2 separate regions of the Cricetulus griseus genome follow, and region 1 is linked to region 2. A link is a contact called in public Micro-C data. All regions are on one chromosome and are shown on one strand. The core of a region is the stretch at or near the end of the contact, and the rest is flanking DNA. Distances in the headings are between cores, read along the strand shown. Region 1 holds the start of Gdpd1 (lysophospholipase D GDPD1). Region 2 has its middle 23 kb from the start of Ypel2.

What was found. A called contact is a pair of places that touch in the nucleus more often than the background predicts.
Region 1: a contact with region 2 is called in a Micro-C map of the CHO-K1 cell line, with 2.8 times the contacts expected there. The contact joins the promoter of Gdpd1 here to the enhancer-like site in region 2. A contact is called at or near these places in 2 of 8 Hi-C or Micro-C datasets (the CHK-Q cell line and the CHO-K1 cell line).

What each region holds. Positions count from the first base shown.
Region 1 is chr7:100,304,385-100,311,431 of CriGri-PICRH-1.0, forward strand. It overlaps Gdpd1 (lysophospholipase D GDPD1), which reads right to left and starts at 2,568. Exons shown (of 10, transcript XM_027426348.2): 1 at 2,329-2,568. The coding sequence starts at 2,470. Smg8 (protein SMG8) reads right to left here. Exons shown (of 5, transcript XR_003487239.2): 4 at 5,534-5,783; 5 at 5,160-5,219.
Region 2 is chr7:100,246,860-100,253,471 of CriGri-PICRH-1.0, forward strand. No RefSeq gene overlaps it. Among named protein-coding and RNA genes, the nearest start is that of Ypel2, 23 kb to the left of the region's middle. Within about 2 kb of position 4,627, at least 1 of the 6 cell types and tissues checked has open chromatin away from gene starts, as enhancers often do.

The DNA.
Region 1 (7,047 bases), core at 1,318-3,817, 55 kb after region 2:
AGGAAAAACTATGACAACAAGTTTCAGACCAAAAGAATAATCTTCAATAGGAAGATTGGTGATGACAAATACCTGTGATGCCAGCACTCAGGAAGCTGAAGCAGGACTATCTTAAATTCAAGGCCATTCTGTTCAAAGCCAGCCTGAGCTATACAGTAAGACTATTTAACAAACAACAGAAAAGGCAAGACTGGACTGGATAGATAGCACAGTAGGTAAATCATTTGCTTCAGATCCCCAGAACCCATGCACAAGCCAGAAACAGTAGAACCCAGAACCCATGCACAAGCCAGAAACAGTAGAACCCAGAACCCATGCATAAGCCAGAAGCAGTAGAACTGTGCCCTTACTGGTAGATGGAAGGCCAGGCAGGAGAAGTTCCAACCCCCAACTCAAGTTTACTGGTGAGTCCAGCAAGAAGCTCCATTTCAAACAAGGTAAAGACAAGAACCAATATCTGATATTGTCTTCTGACCTCCACACACGAACTCTAGTATGTATATGCCTACACTCACACGAAAACACACCATACACCCATACAGAGACACATTAAAACACCACCACTGCCGGGCGTTGGTGGTGCACACCTTTAAATCCCAGCACTCGGGCAGCAGAGGCAGCAGATCTCTGAGTTCGAGGCCAGGCTGGTCTCCAGAGCGAGTGCCAGGATAGGCTCACAAAGCTACACAGAGAAACCCTGTCTCAAAAAAAAAAAAAAAAAAAAAAAAAAACCACCACCACCAGCAGCTGGACATGACAGCTCATTTAATACCAGCACTTGGGAGGAAGAGGCAGAAAGGCTGAGTTCAAGGCCAGCCTGTTCTACAGAGCTAGTTCCAGGACAGTCAGGGCTATACAGAAAAACCCTGTCTTGTAGAACAAACAAACAAAAGTGGGAAACTGTGTTTAACTGATAAAATTATACAAAAGAGTGATAATGTATTTCTATGACATATTTGTCTTAATAGAAGTTATGGTCCCAGCACACCTTTACCCCCAGCACTGGGAAGGCAGAGGCAGAGTGCCAGACCAGCTTGGTATACAGAGGGACTTGCAGGCACTCCATAGCAAGACCCCATCTTTGAAAAATCTAAAAGAAAAAAAAAAAAAAAACAAAAAAAAAAACATTATGGTACAACAACAAATTTTAGACTATAGAATTTACCATTTAAACTGTACATGTCAAGCGATTTCCTTTTTTCTTTTCTTTTCTTTCTTTTTTTTTTTTTTTTGAGACAGGGTTTCTTTGTGCATCTCTGGCTGTCAAAGGAACTCACTCCAGCTAATCTTAACTTTACTTCAGATGGCCTCGAACTCAGAGATCTGCCTGCATCTGCCTCCCGAGTGCTGGGATTTAAAGGCATGGGCTACCAAAACTGGCTCCATTTCAAGCCACTTTAACCTAGTGTCGCATTCATCCCAGAAAAAAAATTAAAAGTGATTGAAACAATTATACATTATGATTAAGATGTAATGAAGTCACATTATTAAACAGTAATGAAGAAGCAAAGACGTGGCCTGTTGTAGGAAATCAGAGTGAATGCCCCTTGATCCTTACAGCAATATACTTTTACAAGAGAACATTACCATCTTTAAAAAATAATACCAATAAACGAAATCATGTTTTAGTCTTTTAGAAACCCACGAACCATTGCTGGGATAAATGCTGCTGTGAAAGACAAAAAAAAAAAAAAAAAAAAAAACTACAAAAACCAGGTACTAGCCTTGGAGTCCTCGGAACCAGAACCCTCCAAGTTCCCTGTCTCACTTCAGTCCAAGCCCTGTGACCTTGGAAAACGTCCCTAGTTTGGAGACACTTCTCTCCAGAGCTCAATTACAAATGCCTGGAGGGTGGGCCAGGTCACTAGGCATCGCAGACTCCTCAGCTCGCTCCAGGTGACTCGCGGGTCCTCAGCCCTGCCTGTGCCCAAGCTCTTCCCCATGGACTCAGCCACCAGCTTGTCCCCAGCAGTCTGTCCCTGGTTCCCCCTGCGGGTGTCTCCTGGATCTGCATCGGCTTTGTGCCTGGCTCCCAAGAAGGGTCCTCCGGATCATCCTTCCAGCGGCTGAGAAACGCCCCACTTCTCGCTCTCATCCTGCGCTTCCCCTCCTCACAGAAGCCCTGCCACCATTCCTCCCCAGAGACGCCCACCAGGAGTGGGACACGAGACCTCTTTCCTTTCCTCCCCTCGGGACGACTCACCAGACGAAGCCCTCCAGTCACTGGAGCCCATTCTTCCTCAGCCTCTCCAGCATGCCCACCCTCCTCTACCTTCTGCTAGGAGGCCACCCCCATCTCCGCCATCCGATTCTGGGGACCCCTCTCACCTCCGCGGTGAGAGATGTGCCTACTGAGGAATCGCTGCTTCTTTTTCTGGTGCAACAGCGTTGGGTATTTAAGCAACAAGAACGACGTGACCAAATACCCTCCTAGGGTAGAGAGAAGGCAAAAAGCCGCGGTGGACGACATCCTCAGTCACCACCTTCTGGGCCTCTGAACCCCACTGCGCTGCGGTGGTAGCAACGGCTGCGGCGCCGGCGGCTGCTCGAGGTCTGCTCGCCCCCAGCCGGTGCCCTCGGCGCAGCGCACTTGTTCTTGTGGACTCAACACGCAGGCGCAGCCCGACCCCAGCGCCTGAGCAACAAAGGGGCTCCGATACGCAGGCGCGCTGCGTCAGGGAGCGTTTGGCGTCCAGCGGCTGTGGTCCCACGCCTCCTAAGTGCTTCTAAGAAGATCCTGAGGCAAGAGGTTGGAAGCTTGCCAGTGCTTTTTTTGTTTTATTATTTTATTTTATTGCACCACTCAAGCAGAAAAGGCTCACAAGCCAGGATGGCCGTCAGGAAATTCTGACGTAATTGGGAAATGTACATCAAAGGAGGATTCCAGGGCAAGTCCTAGCCCCTTCTCTAGGAAATGCAAAGGATTGTTACTAATGCCTCGAATTCGTTACGTACTCGAGAAGTATTGACTCAACAGTTCGTGTAAGAAACTTGGGGCTGGAAGGCGTAGCCAGTTGGTAGAGCGGACCGGTTCAAGCTCCAGCACAAAATAAATATAAATAAGGAAACTGGCACCTAAATTTTCCATTTCCCTTTTTCATCTCACACATTACACATTAAGAAAACACTAGGAACCACGTTTTAAGGGGACAGGGTGTTGGTTTTGTGAAACAGGGTCTTACGTAGCCCTGTCAAGACTTGAATTCTGTTATGTGGTAGTGGACAGACCTTTGAACCCCCGATTCTCCTACCTCAGCCTCCAGAGTGCTGGAATTATAGGCATGCCCAGCTGTAGATCATATTTCATGAAAAGGAACTAACCACAAAGGCTATAGCTGTGGCTCAGTGGTAGAGCACTTTCCTAGCATGTTCAAGGCCTTAGGTTTGTTTTGTTTATTGAAAACAGGGTTTCACTGTGGAGATCATGTTGGCCTCAGACTTAGAGGGTTCAACTTGCCTCTGCCTTCCAAGTATTGGGATTACTAACTTATTTATTTTTGGAGATAGGGTCTCACTATGTACCTCTGGCTGACCTGGTACTTACCATGAAGACCAGGCTCCAGATCCACGTGCCTCTGCCTTTAATACTAGTGGTTTGATTCCCAATACAAAACAATCAGCAATAAACTGACTCACCATCGTGTTTAGCTCAGGCTGGCTTCAAACTCATAGGGCCAAGCAGTTGTCTTGCTTCATCTTCATTAGCTGGAGCTACAGGTAAGGGCTGCTGCACCTGATCGAATTGTTTATTTTTTATGGACTTATTTTGTGGGCGCACAAGTAAAGGCCAGAGGAAACCTGTGGAATGCAGTTCTGTCCTTCCACCATGGGAGACCTGAGGTGACAGCTCCTTTTCCTACTAAGCCATCTTGCTGGGTCAGTAACAGCTTTTGGAAATGTGATCAACACAGTATTTCACATACATTGAGATTAAAATCTCTGTTAACAGTATTTAAAATGCATCTAGGAAAATAGAGTCAATTACACTCCTTTGGGTCTCAATTTGTTTTGCATTTACCGAATTGATGGCATAGCCACAATTGGTGATATGGTGACATGTTGGGAAAAGTTACTATAGATTGGTAAGATTTAAACACTTAGCAAATTATTTTATAGAACAGGTATTTAATTAAAGAACATTTATTCTAGGTCTGAGGGTACAGGTCTGTAATCCCCACTACTCTGGAGGCTGAGGCAGGAGAACTGTAAGTTCCAGGCCTGCCTGGGCTACAGAATGAATTAAAGCTAGCCCCAGCTAGATACTGTCTCCAGATGTAAAGAACAAACGAACTGGGACATAACTGGGTATGCATGACACCTGGGGTTCAATGACTAATACTGAATGGGTTGTTAGCACACACCTGTGATCCCAATATTAGAGACAGGCTAATTAAGACAGTAGTATTGAGAGATCAAGGTCAGTTGCTAGAGAAATGTCTCAGCCAGTTAAGAACACCTGGATTTTTGTTTGTTTCAGACTGGCCTCCAATTTGGAGATCTGCCTGCCTCTGCCTCCCACTCACTGAGATTAAAAGGTGTGTACCACCAATGCACTGTTTTTTTTTTTTTTTTTTTTTTTTTGAGATGGGATTTTTCTTTGTAACAGCTCTGGCTGGCTGGCCTGGAACTTGCTCTGTAGACCAGGCTGGTCTCAATAGATACACCTGCCTCTGCCTCCTGAGTGTTGGGAATCAAAGTGCCCCACCAGCACCCAGCTTAAGAGCATTCTTACGGGGGCTGGAGAGATGGCTCAGAGGTTAAGAGCACCAACTGCTCTTCCAGAGGTCCTGAGTTCAATTCCCAGCTCACAAACATCCGTTATGAGATCTGGTACCCTCTTCTGGTGTGCAGATATACATGGAAGCTGAATGTTGTATACATAATAAATAAATAAAACCTAAAAAAAAAAAAAGAGCATTCTTACAGAGGATCTGGGATCAGTTCTTGTATCCATATGGTGGTTCACAACTGTCTATAACTCCAGTGTCAAGGTATCCAATGTCCTCTTCTGACCTCAGTGAACACCATGCATGCATGTAGTACTTATACATACATGCAGGCAAAACACTCATACATATAAAAAAATAAATAGGGCCAGGTATGGTGGTACACACCTTTAATCCCAAAACTCTGGAAGCAGAGGCAGGTAATCCTCTGAGTTTGAGGCCCACCTGGTCTACAGAGTGAGTTCCAGGACAGCCAGGATACATAGAGAAACCCTGTCAAAAAAAGAGAGAAAGAGAAAAAAAGAAAAGTATTTTATCAGAAATATGAAACACTAAATTACAATAAAAGTACACCTTATATTGACAATGAGATATAAAAATATGCCTTATACTACAATGAAACGAGAAAACAGACATATCATTTTGTATCCCTTTTTTAGAAGAAATTTTTATTGATTTTACAATAAATATCAATATAATGAAATAATAGAACAATTATTGTCCAAATACTGAACACTTCTAACCAAAACACATTTGGTTTTGGGAAAACACAGAACACATATCTAAAAACAAAATCTCACACATACCAAAAACAAGACAAACATCCGCTCCAGTCTGGGACTTGAATGGCTAGAAAACTTATTGTGTCACTGCTTTCAGGACTCCCCGAAGCACCTTGTAACTCATTAGCTGCACATTCTCCTTAGGAGGAAAACAAGGTCCCCTCTCAGTCACATATGCATAAGGAAATCTCAAAACCCAAAGGCCATCAGGTGGGAGAGTGATTTCTTGTTTTTCTGGGTAAAATACTGGACATGGTGGTGGGCCTGGTTGAACCTGAAAAACAAGTGTAACAGAATTACTTTTAGACTTCTCAATAAGAAAACACCTGGAAGGTATGTGTCTAAACAAACAAGGGGCTCAAAGAACACTAAAGAGGAAGTAGCCACACTGAACCAGGAGGTGGAAGCTGCTGGCATTTTCCTGGGTCCTCATTCTGTCCCCTTGGTATCTTACTCCCTCTGCTCTCTTTTCCACTTCCTGTTGGCCAGGTTTTGATTTTTGTTTTGATATCTCTTTCTCTCTATATCCCTAGCTGTCCTGGAACTAACTCTGTAGACCAGGCTGCCCTCAAACTACAGAGAACCACCTGCCTGTGGACTGCACTTCTAAATCAGCAGGTGTTTGGAAAACTAGGGTCAAACTAAATTCTTACTAATGGTTATCATAGTTAAATCAATAAAGATCTTGGATTTAAAAGAAATTAGGTACTGGGAATGTAACTTAGTGGGTAGAGGGCTGGCCTAGCATACCAGTATGCACACAAACAACAAATTAACAGACAGATAATAAATAAATGTAAACAAAAACATTTAAGCAGACGTGGGGTTGGAAGGGAATTCGGTGATAGAATACATCTGGTGGCAGAATTCTGTGAGTTCTATCTAGGTCAGCCTAGTCTACATTTTGGGTTCCAGGATAGCGAGGGCTACAAAGAGAAAACTTGTAAACTTACAAGAACAAAGGGTAAAGTTGGCACAGTGCTTGCCTAGCACACATGAAACCTTCGGTGAATCCCTAGTGCTGTCTAAACTAGGTTGTGGGTGTGTACCCTGCCATCTTGGTACTGAGGAGGTAGAGGCAGGAGGATAAGTTCAAAGTTATCCTTAACTACACAGTGAGTTTCAGACCTGCCTAGACCACATGAAACTCTCTCAAACAAACAAACAAAAATCCAAATAAGAATCATGGGCCTAGTCAGGTGTTGGTGGTGCACGCCTTTAATCCCAGCACTGGGGAGGCAGAGGCAGGTACATCTCGAGACCAGCCTGGTCTACAAGAGCTAGTTCCAGGATAGGCTCCAAAGACACAGAGAAACCCTGTCTCGAAAAAGAAAAAAAAGAAAAAAAAAAAAAAAAGAATCATGGGCCTGAGATACAGATCAGTCAGTAAAGAGGGTACATGCCTAAAATCCCAGCGCCTGGGAGGTAGACACAAGTTAAAGGTCATTGAAAACTACTCATCTAGATCCAAGTTAATGTGGGCTACATGATCTGTAAAGACCACCCCCAAGAAAAGCACTGTTTTTTGTTTGTTTAGG
Region 2 (6,612 bases), core at 3,377-5,876:
GTGCTCTAAGATATGCTCCACGGTCATGCCTGCCTTCCTATGTTCATTCTCTCTACCATAATGGTCATGCAACTCACGGGCTGAAACTGAAAGTGAGCCTTGTGAGTTGCCTTGGTATCATGGGGTCTCTTCACAGCAACAGAACAGTGACTAAGGGCAGTAGTACTGCATGAAATTGTGTGTTATCCTTATCCTAGTGCACAGGACCCATGCTCATCTTCTCTAAACAAATTTAGGAACTGCAGCACTACAATTTTTTTCTGTGTATGTGGTATGTATGTGTGTATGCATGTTCATTTGTATGTGAATGCACACTGCACTATTGAATTTTTTGTTTTTTCTATTATCTGCCTATTTAGATTTTATTCATTTTTATTTTACGTATGTAAGTGTTTACTTAAATATATGTCTGTGTACCATGTGCACACCCACAGAGATCAAACAGGGTGTTGGATCCCCTGGCATTGGAGTCACAGACAGTTGTAAGCTACTGTGAGCTGGAAATTGAACCCTGCTCTTCCTGAAGAGCAGCCAGTGCTGTGTTATTTTTATTTATTTATTAAGCATACAGTGTTTTGTCTGCATGTATGCTTGCACACCAGAAGAGGGCACCAGATCTCATTACAGATGGTTGAGGGCCACCATGTGGTTGCTGGGAATTGAACTCAGGACCTCTGGAAGACCAGCTAGTGTTCTTTTTCTCTTTTTCTTTTTTCTCTCTCTTCTTTTCTCTTCTTTCTTTTTAGACAGGGTTTCTCTGTATTTCTTTGGAGGAACTCACTCTGTAGACCAGGCTGGCCTCAAACTCACAGAGATCCTCCTGCCTCTGCCTCCTGGGTGCTGGGATTAAAGGCATGCCCAGCTAGTGTTCTTAACGACTGAGGCATCTCTCTAGCCCCTAGCCAATGCTCTCTTAACCACTGAGCCATCTCTCCAGCCCCTCTACTTGAAATTTTTTTAAAGATTTTATTTATTTATTATGTATACAACATTCTGCTTCCATGTATATCTGCACACCAGAAGAGGGCACCAGATCTCATAATGGATGGTTGTGAGCCACCATGTGGCTGCTGGGAATTGAACTGGAAGAGCAGTCAGTGCTCTTAACCTCTGAGCCATCTCTCCAGCCCTCTACTTGAAATTTTAAGGAGCATCTATCACATACTTAATAATCATTTAGTTGAGGGAAGATGGAAATGGTAGAAATGGTAAGACCAATTTCCTCATAAGATCAGTATAATAAAAGTTGTGTGTGTGTGTGTGTGTGTGTGTGTGTGTGTGTGTGTGTGTGTGTGTGGTGTGTGTGTGAAATTTTCTCTTACCCCCAGACTAGTGGGTTCCTAAAAGAAGTTTCAATTGAAGGAAACTTTTAAAAAATTAAGCTATCTATAGTTTATAACAATATGGTTTTTTAAAAAATATTTTTAAACAAAAATTAAATTGTTCGAGAGCTTTCAAGTGACTTAGGGAATGTAGGCTCCTGGGCCATTTCCTCTCAAAGAAGGTAAGCAAGTTCCTCATTCTTTCACACCAACTCAGCTCCACACAACTCCAGATCTGTTCACTTTGCACTGCCACACCCACAAACCACAGATATCAGCGTTTCAAATCTCCTTGTGATGGGTGTGAGATGGCTTTCTACACTGTGGGCAATGAACCTTTGTAGCCTTCAACTTTATAGGAGGTTGGCTATGACAGTGACAGAACAACTGCTATCTGGTATATCTAGTTTCTCGGCACAGAAAAGAAACAACTAATGAGAGAGAATACCATGAGCAGTCCCTCTTAAAACTCCTGCTCCAGTGGTACCCCAATCACTTCTGCCTAGATTTCTCTAGAAGGAGGTAGGTCATGACCTCTGCCAGATCAAAGGTGAAGACAACACAGATTTCCTATAGCAGACACATGGAAACCCACAATCTAGCAACCTTGGAGTGGCAAGGTGGCTCAGCCAATAGAGGTGCTGGCTGCCAAGTCAGATGACCTGAGTTGACCTCTGAACTACATTGCAAGAGGAGAACTGAATCCTGAAAGCTGTTGCTTCTGCTAGTGTGATGGTTAAAGCTGTTGTCTTGATAGGATCTCCCAGAGATAAGCTGCTGGGCGTGTGTGGAGATTATCTGGATTCCGTTTATTAGGGTAGGAAAATTTACCCTGAATGTGTTGTTCTAGCCTGTGAGATGGTGCCCTGGACTGAATGAAACACAGAAGGTGAATCAAGCAGAAGAATTCCCCAACCTGTTTCCTGACTGTGGATACAATGAGACCAACTACCTTCATTCCTGCTGCCATGTCCCCATTGCCAATGCACCCTCAAACTCAGAGCCCAAACAAGACCTTCTTTCCTCTCACTTTTACCAGATACTTTAAAAAACATTTGCCAGGCGTTGGTGCTGCACCCTTTAGTCCCAGCACTCGGGAGGCAGAGGCAGGTGGATCTCTGTGAATTCAAGTCCAGCCTGGTCTACAGAGCGAGTTCCAGGACAGGCTCCAAAGCTACACAGAGATACCCTATTTTAAAATCAAACAAAACAACAACAAAATATTTTATTACATTTATTAATATTGTCTGTGCATGGAGGTCAGAGGACAACTTTCAGGAATTGGTTTTCTCCTTCCACCATGTGTGTCTCCATGATTGAGCTCCTATTGTCAGTGTTGGCAACAGACAGGTGCCTTTATCTGCTGAGCTACCATGCAGGCCCCTAGCAGGTATTTTTTTGTAGCAAAACCAAAAAAGTAACCAGTAGTTATTTTTTTACAAAAAAAAAAAAGTGTGTGTGTGTGTGTGTGTGTGTGTGTGTGTGTGTGTGTGTGTGTGTGTGTGTGTAAGTTCTCTATAGAGCTCATGCTGGCCTTGAACTTGCAAACCTTCCTGCACTTGCCTCCTAAACACTAGAACTACAAGCCTGTGCTCAAGAGATCTGCTGATGCAGCCAGGCAGTGGTGGTACATGCCTTTGATCCCAGTACTTGGAGGCAGTGGCAGAAAGATCTCTGAGTTCGAGGCTAGCCTGGTCTACAGAGTGAGTTCCAGAACAGGCTCCAAAGCTACAGAGAAACCCTGTCTTGAAAAACAAAAAAATAGATCTGCTGATGTATTTAAAATCATTAAAAAGCAGTACAATATGTGACTATACCACACATTTCAGGGAATGATGGGGGAAGTCCTTCTGTATATGTTTCTCTTATTGGTTGATGAATAAAACACTGATTGGCCAATAGCCATCCAGGAATCGTAGGCGGGGCTACCAGATGAGAAGGCAGAGGGAGGCCATGTAGAGGCCAAGAAGATAGGATGCACCAGGTATTCTCTGATAAGATAAGGCCAGGTAGAAATACATAGATAAGTAGTTATGGGTTAATAATTAAGAGAGATCTAGTCAGCCAGGTGGTGATGACACACACCTTTAATCCCAGCACTCGGGGAGGCAGAGGCAGGCGAATCTCTGTGAGTTCGAGGCCAGCCTGGTCTCCAGAGCTTGTGGCAGGATAGGCTCCAAAGCTACACAGAGAAACCCTGTCTTGAAAAACAAAACAAAACAAAACAAAACGAGCGCTAGCCAGTAAGAAGCACTAGCTATTGGCCAGCAGTTTAATAATTAATATGTCTCTGTGTGCTTATTTGGGGCTGAAGGATGGCGAGACCTGGCAGGACAGAAACTTTAGTCTTTAAGGGAAAATGGCCAAGGTTCAGCTGTTAGTATTCAGCCATCTGTACTGCCCTGCCCTGTCGGGATGCACCTCAGCTACAGCCACTAAGAGCAAGCCCCCCTGTGCACATTCCCTATGTTCCCTTATAAAAGGCTGGCCTTGTCCCTCCCCCCTTTCTTTTCTGTTACTCGTCCCCAGAGACCGATCTCCACTCCCTTCTCTCTGTTCCCTTTTCTGCCCTCCTTCTCTCTCCTCTTCCAATAAACCTCCCATGTGAGCCCAGTTGTATGGTGTGACTTCTTCCTGGCCATTTTTAAAATTACAACATCAGCATCATGGAACAATTCATCATAGGAAGAAGTGACAAACTCAGAATGGTACTGGGACCTCATTTACTCTGGGTTCCAGTTAATTAATCACACTAACAAGACTATAAAATGGCAAGGATATCAGGCAATTAAAACAATAACAGGCCAATGCTTCATATTGGGTTAGAAGCTCTGAGGAAGAAAAGAGGAAAGCAAAAATTCAGGTTAGTGGGCATGGTGGTATATTACTGTTGTCCCATCACTTTACAGGGTGGTACTGGGAGGAGGGTTAGGAGTTCACAGATAAGCATGGGCTATATGAGACCTTGCCTCAACAAAATTATAACTAATTAATATAGCCAGGCGGTGGTTGTGGTGGTGCTCACCTTTAATCCCAGCACTTGGGAAGTAGAGGCAGACAGATCTCTGAGCTTGAGGTCATGATAGCCAAGGCTACACAAAGAAACCCTGTCTCGAATTTCTCCCCATCCCACCCTCCCAAAAAAAGAAAGAAAGGTGAGAGAACTCCTGAAACAAAAATATTATGCCATAGGGGAGTGTTCTGTAAGATCCAGAGGTGTTCTAGGCATGGACTCCATATTTGGTGATGAGAGGTTAGATTTCCGGCCAGTACAGGAGTGGCTTTGCTCTGGTTTAACGATTACAGCCTTTAAAGTTAAGCAAAAACCAAACCCCAGTGGGTCTCTCTCTACCTTGCTCTAAGTACTGATGTGAATATCTCTTTCCAAGGTTCCTAGTTAAACAGTAACAACTGGGGCTAGAGAGATGGCTCAGTGGTTAAGAACACTTGTTGCTATTGTGGAGAACTTGGGTTCAGTTTGCAGCACCCCCATGGCAACTCACAACTCTGGTTCCAGGGGATCTGATGCCCTCTTCTGACCTCTTTGAATACCAGGAACTCACATGGTACACTTATATACATGAGGAAAAACACTAATACAAATAGAATGAATAAATCTAAAAAACTATCATGTTTCGACAAAAGTTCCTGACCTTGCCTGGGGTATTTTTTTAGATATACAAAGAATTAATTTATTGGTTCATTGAAACTTAATTCACTTAGCATATAATTCCAGACAGTTTATTTGTTTATAGACAACATTATACAATGTAGTGAAGGCTGCACTAACCTAGTGATCACTACATAGCTCAGGTTAGTCTCAAATTTATTATTCTTCTGCCTTAGCCTTCAGTAGTGCAGAAATGACAGGCATATGCTAGCACACCTGGCAAAAATATAATGATTGTTTGTTTGCTTGTTTGTAGAGACATTCTCTCTCTCTCTCTCTCTCTCTCTCTCTATATATATATATATATATATATATATATATATATATGTATATTGTCTCTCTCTATATATATATTGAGACAGGGTTTCTCTGTGTAGCTTTGGAGGCTGTCCTGGAACTAGCTCTTGTAGACCAGGCTGATCTTGAACTCAGAGATTCACCTGCCTCTGCCTCCCAAGTGCTGGGATTAAAGGCAAGAGCCACCACCTAGATCTCTATAGTTGTATTAAGACTCCAAAAGTTCATAGTCTTAACATAAATTGATAAAATCATGACAAGCTATTAACCCAGCAGAATACCACTGCTATGTGAGTAGACCACCTTTTCTGCAATGTGGATTTCAGCACAGATTACAAACAGTGGGAATGCTAATGTGTCCAAAACGTATCTTTTCACAAACTCAAAGAATTCTTGTAATTTCCCGGGAGTCAACTCGGATTCACCTGGAACAGGTCAGATGCACCCCTAATTACCAGGATCTAAACAACCTAAGCCTCCCCACTTTCCCCTGGTCTTGACACTGCCCTCTTTCAATTACCAGAACCTAAGAAAAAAAAAATTCCCCTAAACTTAACCTTGTCCTCTGCTCTGCCAGCACCTTGCCAGGTCCAAGAGGCGCAGGACAGTTTCATAGAGCCTCGACAGTGGTGAGGCAACCACCTGCTCCAGGACCTGGCCAGCTCCCTGGTTTTCTTACTCTCCACCCCCCACCCCCCGCCCGTTTTTGATGCTCACTCATCAGCAGTAAGCAGTCTTGAGAACTCAGAGCCCTCTTTCCCCTAACCTGCCAGGCTAACTCCTCACCTTTTTAAATAAACAAATAAGGGAGGAATGTTAGCATCCAGACACACCTGGCTCTGCCCCTTGGGGACCCAGCAGAGTGTGCCACCCCTGTTCACATGGCAGGCAGGCAGTACCCTGGCCTGCTGTATGGTCCCTTTAAAAAGCAGAACTCTGCCTACTCCCTTCTCTTCTTTGTCCTATTCCATCTCTGTCCATCCTTCTTCCTTCCACTCTCTCTTTCTCTCTCCCCTTTATTCCTTCCGTTCCCCCACTCTCTTCTCTTCCCCCAACAAAACTTCCCATGTAAGCTGTCTGCATGGTGTTTTGGTTCCTCACCCACCATGGGGCTTCCCACCAAGGTCCCTCTTGCACCATACTATATCAGCTGGTAAACTTAATTATTTTTATTTTATTGTTAATTTAAAATATACTTACACCTATCTTATTTATTTATTTATTTATTTATTTATTTATTTTTGGTTTTTCGAGACAGGGTTTCTCTGTGTAGCTTTGGAGCCTAGCCTGGCACTTGCTCTGTAGACCAAGCTAGCCTCGAAC